Regions from separate parts of the Rattus norvegicus genome. Here region 1 is linked to region 2. Evidence: chromatin contacts called from public Hi-C data. All regions are on one chromosome and are shown on one strand. Each heading gives the region's core, a stretch centred on a gene start, on an enhancer-like site or on the middle of the called end of the contact. The rest is flanking DNA. Distances are from core to core; before and after follow the strand shown. Region 1 holds the start of Fam43a (family with sequence similarity 43, member A). Region 2 overlaps LOC102549085 (a long non-coding RNA gene).

Region 1 (4,536 bases), core at 786-3,285, 61 kb after region 2:
TGCTCACGTCATTGCCAAAGCTAAGGTCACCCAGGTCACTAATAAGCTGTGACAGTTGGGCCTTCATGTCTGAAGCACAGCCTGACAGAGGAAGTGGTGTCCCGGAGCTGGGGCCCAGAGAGACCCCACCGTCCCCCAACGCCTCCTCGTGGCCATTTTCCAGCGGGTCCAGCAAGTCCTCACATTCCAACTGCATGGCCACCACCAGCGCCCTCTGCGTCTCAGCCTCTTCCTCTGCTGGATCCCCATCCCCCACGCGGTCCTCTTCTTCTTCCTCCTCCTCCTCCTCCTCCTCCAGGCAGCCCTCGAGGTGCTCCTCTTCTTCTTCTTCCTGCAGCTCCTCCTCCTGCTGTTCCCCAAGCAGGTCCTCGGTGATGGAGCCCAGCTTGGGAGCGCTGCGGCTACGCTCCACTGGCGGCTTGTAGCAGCAAGGTCCGTGCAAGAGCAGCTTGCGCAGCGGCACTAAGGGGATGGTGTGTGCGCCCACCAACTCCTGCTGCTGGTGACGTGCATCATCCCGCCGCTTGAGACGTTTAAACTCTGCCAGAGCGTTGGCTGACGTCTGGTAGAGCAGCAGGGCCATGGCCTGAGCCTTCTCCGGCTTGGACACCAGCACCGCGTGGCAGCGTAGCATTACCGCCTTGTGCTTCAGCTCATGCCGGTACACCCAGGCGAAGACTTTGGGCAACCGCGCGTCTGCCACACAGTAGGTGACGCGGTGCAGCAGGTAGAGGTGTCCGGGACGTCGCAGCGCTCGTTCCTCGGCATGCACCATGCGGATGCCTTGCGCACTCACGGTCAGCTTCATCTTAGTCCCTTGACGGCCGGCCTCACTCTTGCTCCAGATCTTGCCCACCGCTAGGTCAGTACAACCGTCCCCGCGAGCCTGGATGGTGGTGGCATTCCCCAGGTAGAGCACAGTGTAAGTGGGGTCCTCGCTGGTGATGTGCAGCTTCTTGCGCTTGGAGCGGAACATGCTGCCCACCCGGCTGAGCGCGCCTTCCGGGCAGGCTCTCGCCAGGGAGCTGAGCGCGGAGTAGTGCAGGCTCACAGCGTAGCCCTTAGGCTTGGACGCCTGCCGCGGCGGCGCCTCGGCCAGCAGCTCGAACTTGTGCTTCTTCCACGGCAGCATCTCCGGAGGACGTCCGGGAGTGGCTGGGCGGCGGTGGCCGAGCGCGGGGTACGAGCCCCGCAGGGCCACCAACCCAGGCGTCGCTTTGCCCGGGCAAGCTCGAAAAATAAAACTCGAGCTGGGAGGACCTCCAGGACAGGAAGATGGAGGCAGGAGAGGCCAGATAGTGCTTGGGAACCCCGCAGGGGCTGGGGTACAATCTTAGAAAGAAAGAAAAAAAAATATTCAGCTTCGAGTGTGCAAAAGAGAGGCGTATACACACAAGGGGAGGGGGAGTGAGAGAAAATATTACAGAAGCTTAGATGAGGAAGACTAGGACAAAAGTCTCATACAAGCAACGAAATAAGAGAGCAGAACGGAAAATATGTTAGAAAAAGACCAAATGAGTGCGTGCAAATAAATAGAGGGGGAGGGCTCGGCCAAAACAACCGGGATGGTGAGAGAATAAGCTGGAACTCTTCTTCAGCGAACGTGACACACACACAAGTCTTGGGCCAGGGCCAGGAGCCGCGGAAACTACAGCAGTGCGCCCAGGGGCCGGTGCTCCCCACCCCCAGTGGGTGCCGGAGAGGGCGAGCCCCTTGGCTGGGCTGGTCCGGGAATGAGCAGCTTGCCCCAAGTGCGGTCCGAGAGGTCTGGCTGGCCGCGGCGGGCCAAGCACAGCAGTCCCGCAGCTCACTGCATCCTCGATCCGAGGGGACGCCGGAGACTCGCGCTCCGCCGGCTCGGCCAGGGTAGCGCGGGGTTCCGAGGGCAGGACGCGCACATCGTCCGCTCCGGGGACTGCCGCTACCTCATTGCTTCCCTCCGGGGGTGTCCGGCTCCGCTTCGGGGTTCTCCGCGATCTGCAGCGCGCCCTCTGTGGTCGTGCGCGCGGTAGCCGACTCGCTCGCCTCACATCATTGCTGTCCGAGAGGAAGATCTCGGGTTAATATAGGCCGGCGCGAACCATTCACCGCGCGGACAGGGGAGGAGCACAGGAGAGGATCCCTTTAGGGCTGCGACGCCGGACGCAATTCTGGTCTCTTAAAGGGACCAGGTTGCAGGCACTGGTCAAATGAGGGGAGGACTAGTCCACTTAGGCAACCACGTCCCAGATTTACCAGCATCCCCTTTAGCTATAGAAACCAAAAAGACCCGGAGTTACCCGATAGCAAGAGGAACTTAAACTTGGACACTCCGCCCTAGGCTAAATTGCAACTGGCTGAATAAGTGTGTATGTCTAGATCGAAACTACTGGAGGAGGGGTGGAAGTTGAGATTGAAGACTGGGAGAAATTGTATTTTTGTTGTCGTCATCGTCGTCGTTGTTGTAGTTCTGTTCCTTCTGTGACAACTTCAAGAGAATTTGCAGGTTTGTTTACTATTATTCTTCAATAATCATCTATTAAACAAAATACAAAAGAAAGAAAAGAAAGGAAGGAAGGAAGAAAGAAAAGAAAGGAAAAGAGAAGAAAAGAAAAGAAAAGACGAGAAAAGAAAAGAAAATATAGGAGAGTCAAAGACTTATCTGTTAACTCTCTTGGTGCCATTTCTCCGCCGGTGAACAGCAGGTAGCGAAAAGCTCGTGGTTTAGATGACTGCCTTGAACAGTATTGAACACAGTAGTGAATGATCCCTAAGTTACTTGCTTCCAGTTTCCACCCCGTCCCAATAACACCCTCTCCTGCCACAGACCCTCAGAGTAAGACGCTTTTTTGAGACATGAGAAGTTTCTAGGTAAGGCTGTGCTGCTGTATGTAGGCCTACCTTCTTGACACTCAGGGGCCAATCAGTAAAAGCAAAATGACTTCTAGTTGATAGATGAGACATTTGAGTGAACAGAAATATTTTTTTTTTGGCTGGGTTAACTTCAGCCAAAAATAAAACGAAATAAAATTTAAAAAGTAAATAAAAAACAAAACCTCAAAGTCCTATGAGAATCTGGGAGAAGAGAGAAGAGAGTTCACTGTGACTAAGAAAATTAAAAAGGATTCAGGGAGCGGGTGATGTTTGACAGATGACTTCTCCCAACAGGAGGAGGATTGGAGGGTTTATGAGAGTAGAAGATGATGAAATTCCAGGGTTAAAATGTAGACTCCTGGGCTGGAGAGATGGCTCAGTGGTTAAGAGCCATCTATAATGGGACCCAGTGCCTTCTTCTGGTGTGTCGGAAGAGAGGGACAGTGTACTTGTATAAATAAAATAAATAAACCTTTAAAAAAATATATATAGACACTTGTCTAAGATGGGACAGAGTAAGTGACAAAAAATAAGAAATATTTCCCCATCAAAAAAGTGTCCTATAATGGATTTAAATCCCTCTCACTCTCTGAAGGAAGGAGTGGTCTTTTCCTGACTGGCTGTAAACTAGGGTCCTAGTGGCCTACTTGCCAGCTGTGTGGTTGGGTTAGTTGGGGGCAGGGGGGTACCAGGCACCATGATGGAACAAACCAGAATTACAGTAATCCATCATGCTAACACTGATGTTTCTTTTCTGCCAAAGGGACTGCAATGTTGTGCTTATTAGTGTGTGCACACAATATAAATTATGGTGCAATGCCAATAATGACAACTTGCCATCTAAAGGACAAAATATTCTGGGGGAAGCCTACCAGCTCAGCCTCGGCTGAGTCATCCTTTCCCACTCCATAATCTCAAACTCTAAGTTCTAAGTAGATCCCATATTCAAGAAGTTAACATATCTAAGTGGCCAGGATGTCTGAGGGCTCCAAAGGGCTTTGGGGAGCAAGAAGAGGATGAAAGCTGGTCTCACCTCCACTGGAGGCATGATCATGGACTACACCCAGTGACAGAGAAACCAGAGAGAAACAGCGATGAAGAAGCCATCAACCACAGCTCTTCGGTGGCAGCGGGAATACGAGTCTCAGATGTACAGGCTGTGTCACGCCTAACTACCTGTTTAATGAGCTTGTTTCAGTCTTGGAAGAACTGAAAGGTTCTAGGTGAATGGGAACACCCCATATGTGAGTCATGTCCTGGGCTTGTGCTCTAAACCCAGGAAGGAAAACTTGCTATCTCTTCCAGGCCTGGACCTTGGGGTCTATCTACCTTGCCTTCTGGAGAACCTGGCCACCCTTGCCGAACTCTGAGGTCGCAGTTCCTCGTGGGAAGGAGGAGCTGGCGACGGGCAGTTCAGAGAGAGAACGTCTCAGCAGAGACCATTGAGAAACTGGTTAGACGCTGTGGCTGTACTTTTGATGACACTACTCCATCTACTGGTGGCAGACGAAAGTGCCACTTGGTGAGGTTGTTTCTCAAAAAACTGGACAAGCCAGTGATCAGTACAAGTCACAGCTGAAAAGAAACACCGCCGGCCCGAATGCCAGCCTCTCATTTGGCGCCTGAGAACCAGCCTCCTCGAGGGCTTTTGGACTGGCTTTCTGTCACTGTGTGTTTTGCATA
Region 2 (5,028 bases), core at 1,705-4,204:
CCCATAACAAAGGCAGCAGGGGTAGAGCCACGAGCACCCCCAATGGACTGCAACTTTACCAGTTGCCTCTGTTTGAACACCTTTTCCACACCACACTCCTCATTCCATCCATCCAGTGACCGTGCAAACTCCTTGTTCTGGGAAAGGCTGTATCTTCATTCTCTTGGCCAGGAACACCTTCACTGGCCTCTCTTAGTGACATCTCTCAAGGCACCATGACATAGCCACTGTGCATGCGTTAGAACACTGGGACGGGGGCTGAAGAGAACATACTCCATATCTGGAGGAAGTAAGATGTGAAGGGATATGACAACTGTGCTCTCATCTTTGTGAGGTTTTACTTCACCCACGCTGTGGCTCTCAGGTCAAGCCCACACGTCATCAACATCTGAGCCCTTAGCTCTTTGCTGTGTAGGTCACCCTGTGCACTGGCCCTCAACTCCTGGCCAAGTTCTCGTAAAGCAGAACCACCAGGTCTTCATGCTTCTCAGAGCTGCCGGAGTTCTAACAAGGGGTGGTTGGGGTGTTAAGACAGCTGCACATGCCAGTAAGTGTTGATGCCTATAGTGGGTTGGCCTGAGGCTGCTTGTAGTCTAATGCTAAGGGAAGGCCCCCAAGACCTGGAGTCTGCACGTAGACCTGTGACCCTGCCCCACAGTTATTTCTGGTTGGTAAATAAAGATGCCAACAGCCAATAGCTGGGCAGAAGAGACATAGGTGGGGTTTAGGTTTCCCGGACTTGGGGTCAGAGGAGGACCACAAGGAGAAAAAAGAAGGTGAGGAGGAAGAAGAGGAGAAGGAAGAAGAGGAAGTTGATAAGCTGCCATGGGTTAGTAGTCAGGAGAACACGGCCCTGAGGGCTGGCCAATTGGAGTTAAGAGCAGCACAGATGAAACACAGTTAAGTAATAACTCAGGGTTATCAAGAGGAAAGTCGATTCTAATAGCATAGAGGGTGGGCAGCTGTCCAACTCTTGTGCTGTTTAAGGCTTATTGTGAATATGAAGGTTGTGTGTGTTTTTTATCCAGGAACTAATTGATCTAAGACAGTATAGAAACCCTGGGTCAGGATTAAATCATTTCCACAACAGATACCCTCTGATTCTTGTGGCACACAGCCCTGGCAGAGAGAGCCTACACTAGGGAAAGTCTCTGGTTTCCCAACTGTGGCTCTTCAGTGGGGAACGTGATGTCCCATCTGCTCCTGGTACCTTGACCCTCCTCCTACCCTCCACACCTCTCAAATGAGTCCACTCAGATCTTACTTGGGAGCTCAAGAGACAAGTCCTGCTTTACAAAGCCCTGGTCCAGTCATCAGGGACCTCTCTGGATGAGGCCAGAGTCTAGCCCTCTTCTACTTCATCATCCTTGGTTGCTGTTGTCCATGTGGCTCTTGGGAACAGGCCATTGATGGATGAAGCCAGAAGCCTGGTTCATGACTGGGCTCTCAACTTAGCTTTCTACTCAATCAACTCTGTATCCCCACGTGAATAGAGTCCAAATCCAGTAGCCATTCTGGGGGGTTGTAATAAGAACTTATCAGACAGCAGATGCTGGAGAAGTTCTTAAAAGAGCACAAAACATTCTGGGTTTAGAAAGGTTTCTTTCTTTTTTATTTATTTTTAAATTTTAGGCTTGAAGGTTTTTTAAAATTTTTTTCCTGCTTTAAAAATTGTATATGGGGCTGGATAGATGGCTCAGCGGTTAAGAGCACTTTGGACTGCTCTTCCAGAGGTCCTGAGTTCAAATCCCATCAACCACCTAGTGGCTCACAGCTGTCTGTAATGGGATCCGATGTCCTCTTCTGGTGTGTCTAAAAACAGCTACGGTGTACTCTAATAAATAACACAAATAAACCTTTTTTTAAAACTTTTATCTGTGTATATAAGGTAAAAGGAAGAAGGGGTAGGAGGGAGAATGTAAAAGTTTTGGAAACAGATAAAAAGACAAGTTTCACTGTTAGGAGGTTAAAGCATTTTCTTTTTCTTGTGCTGGGGATAAAGTTCGGGGCAGGCAAGTGTAGAAGCTCCAGTCTGCTGATGTACAGCATTTCCTTCTGCTTCTGTTACTCTGAGACAGGGTCTCAATGAGTTCCTCAGGCTGGTTTTCAACTTGCAATCCTCCTGAGTAGCTGGGATTTCAGGCTTATTCTACCACTCCCAGAGAGGGAAAGAGAGAGACAGAGAGACAGAGAGACGAGAGAGAGAGAGAGAGAGAGAGAGAGAGAGAGAGAGAGAGAGAGAGAGAGATCTTTTTTTTACAACCAAGGACATACTTTATAATTTTTTTTTTCCGGAGCTGAGGACCGAACCCAGGGCCTTGTGCTTGCTAGGCAAGCGCTCTACCGCTGAGCTAAATCCCCAGCCCATACTTTGTAATTTTTAAATAAATGTCGTTTGAAGGGGGTTTTTGTTGTTGTTGTTGTTATTGTTTTGCTGTTTCTGCAGAGCACTCCCCAGATTGGTTGTTCTTGCTGGTTTTGTTTTCCCAGGAAGTCTTTGTAGACACGGACCCTAGGACCCGAGGATGGTGAAGATGAGGTTCAGGGCAGGGATCTTTTGGACTGTTCTACTGGGATAATCCCCCTGTAGACTATCCCGAAGGGAAGGGAAGGGAAGGGTGCTTTAGTCTCACTGCCCATGTTTCTTTCTCCTAAAGTCGGTAACTAAGTGACAGGGACCTGTTCTCGTTGGCAGAGCAAAGCAGCAGCAAAGCCAGGATGAAAGCCCAGAGCAGGGTGCCCAGAGAGCCCTGGTCCTGGTCTAGCATCCTGCAGAGCAACAGGAGGAGGCCACTGCTTCCCTGCAGAGCATCTGATGTCTGCCATCGGCTGGGGACAAGCAGCCCTGCAAGGGCTTGAACTTTTAGCTTCGGCTGTCACCATGGATGAATAGCCTGGGACTCAGAGCTCTGGATTCTTCTGGGTGCCCTTCTGCCTGCTCAGTCACCCTGAGCAAGTCCATCTGACCCGTTCCAGTCCTGTGAGATGAGAGCACCGGACTGGATCTAACACACATCACTCTAAAGACAAAAAGGAAAGAGAAAAAAAAAAAAGGACAAGAAAACAGTTTGCATTTGGCTCTACATAAAAAGACCAACGACCTTCAGTTGTTGGTGCCCGGTCATAACAGATCCCTCTGCTGGCTGTAAAACTGACCCAGCTGGACCCAAAGCTACAGGCTGGGGTAGGGAGTCTGCAGCAGCCAGAATCTGCCAGAGAGGGCAGAAAAATAAAGTTCTTTCAAAGTGTGGCCAAGTGGCTGGAACACCCTAATGTCGTCTCAGCGCCGGGCTCACCATTGGCACCACAAAGATCACAGCCTGGGACAGAGGACCAGGTCACACAGTTCATTCCTCCCCATAAGGGGCAGGGGCCAGGAGCCACTCCTCCAGGCAAGGTCCCCGGCAGAGCTGACTGTCTTCAGTCTGTGCACGCACGGCAGACTCTAGACACTGGGTTGGAACAGGCATCCTCCTGTTGGGTGATGAGCGCAGATCGAGAACCTCCGACGGCATCTTGGCCTGGCTGGCTTCTGCGCGGTTATCTCGGCTTTGCTGTGAGACTTAGTTCAAATCACCTTGTGGAAAACACTTCTGTTGCTTCCTTTCCCAGGCGACTAGGAACTCGAGCAGCCTTATTAGTGGCTGTAAAATCAGGGCCAATTGGGAGAAGGTGGGGCTGAGGCTAATTGTTTCCCCGGGTGCCTCTGAGCTGACTTTGGAACTCTGGCTCCAGAAGGCTGAGTCGCTCTGTTCCGCATCAAGGCACTGGGATCCGTGGGAAGCAAGGGATTTCTTGACATCTTCATCTCCGTCAGACTTCCTGCTGTGGGACAAAGGGATGGGAAAAACACAGGGGACTGCATAGACCAGCCCTCATGTTACTGAAACTGTGACAAAGCCAAGGCTGTAAGTCCCTTATCTGGCCACGGGTCCCAAACACACCACCCTGACTCCTCCATCCCACAGAATGCCCCTTCTCCTTTTCTCGAGGGGAACCTCCTGTGCCCGTGGGTCATCCTGTTCCCCTGGCAGATGCTCATCACAGAAGAAGCTACCTCAGAGGGAGATCAGGTGATCTGAGCAGCCAAGAACAAGCAGACCGTAGAAAGGAATCTCTGCTTTATAAATTAGCTACGGTCGCTAATCCCTCCCCAGTTAAGTATTTCCAGCCGCCGCAAATGTTCTAACACCCTCGGAATTCAGGTCCCTTTGGCTTATTCATCTTATAACGCTGGAAGCTCGTTTGTTAGCTTTTTTTTTCTTCAGTGTGTCCAGTCAGGCTCGTTCATGTTGTTCTAGTCATTCCCCAGCGTCCTGCTACTCTAGTAACCCATTTCTCACGCTGCTGAGAAATGGGGGCCCATTAAGTCAGGATCCAAGAAGCATGGCTGGGAACATTCAGTCTCAGCCAAAATGCTCTGAATGCCCATGTGTCCACAATACTAAATGTTCTCAAATGTACCTGGTTTTCACAGACAAGCAGTGAGAGCCAAAGAGAGTTTTGTACATTTCCAAGACATGAGCACGAGCTCCTGTCAGGGCTGGGTTTTACACACTCGGCTCTTGTCAGCAGCAGCACGTGGCAGACCATCCAACACTCGATGACCTGAAGGGTAGGGCTGGTAGAGACTGCCCCTAGCCTTCTGTCTCCTACCAGGCACGGCTGTAAGGTCTACATCCCTCACTTCTGTCTGCCATCTTGGTTACACTGCCATCTCAAAGGACCTAGCTGGGTCTACACACAGCTTGAGCCAGTGTGGTGATTTCCACAGCAGATGCTCAGTCAGCTGACGGCCCTGTCCCTGGTCACCTTGGTCCCAAATGTCAACCTTCTGGCAGGAGGTCTTTGCAGAGAGTATGCTGCCAGGATCGTCCTGTGAAGGACTCCTAAAGAAGTTCCGAATGTTTGAAGCTGAAATAGGAGGGAAAGTTACCCACTCTTAATGCCCACTTTCCTCCTCCTCCTTCCCCCACCCCAGACACACACACACATACAGCTTCTTCCCCTCAGATGTATATTCTCCCA

What was found. A called contact is a pair of places that touch in the nucleus more often than the background predicts.
Region 1: a Hi-C map of kidney shows a contact between it and region 2, with 3 times the contacts expected there. The contact joins the promoter of Fam43a here to the enhancer-like site in region 2. A contact is called at or near these places in 7 of 12 Hi-C or Micro-C datasets (the A7r5 cell line, the Rat2 cell line, Schwann cells and 4 more).

What each region holds. Positions count from the first base shown.
Region 1 is chr11:83,634,278-83,638,813 of GRCr8, forward strand. It overlaps Fam43a (family with sequence similarity 43, member A), which reads right to left and starts at 2,036. Exons shown (of 1, transcript NM_001039002.2): 1 at 1-2,036. The coding sequence starts at 1,132.
Region 2 is chr11:83,571,862-83,576,889 of GRCr8, forward strand. LOC102549085 (a long non-coding RNA gene) reads right to left here. Exons shown (of 3, transcript XR_010056320.1): 3 at 4,450-5,028. Among named protein-coding and RNA genes, the nearest start is that of Fam43a, 62 kb to the right of the region's middle. Within about 2 kb of position 2,955, at least 9 of the 93 cell types and tissues checked have an H3K27ac peak or open chromatin away from gene starts, as enhancers often do. A contact at or near this core is called in kidney, where this site is marked.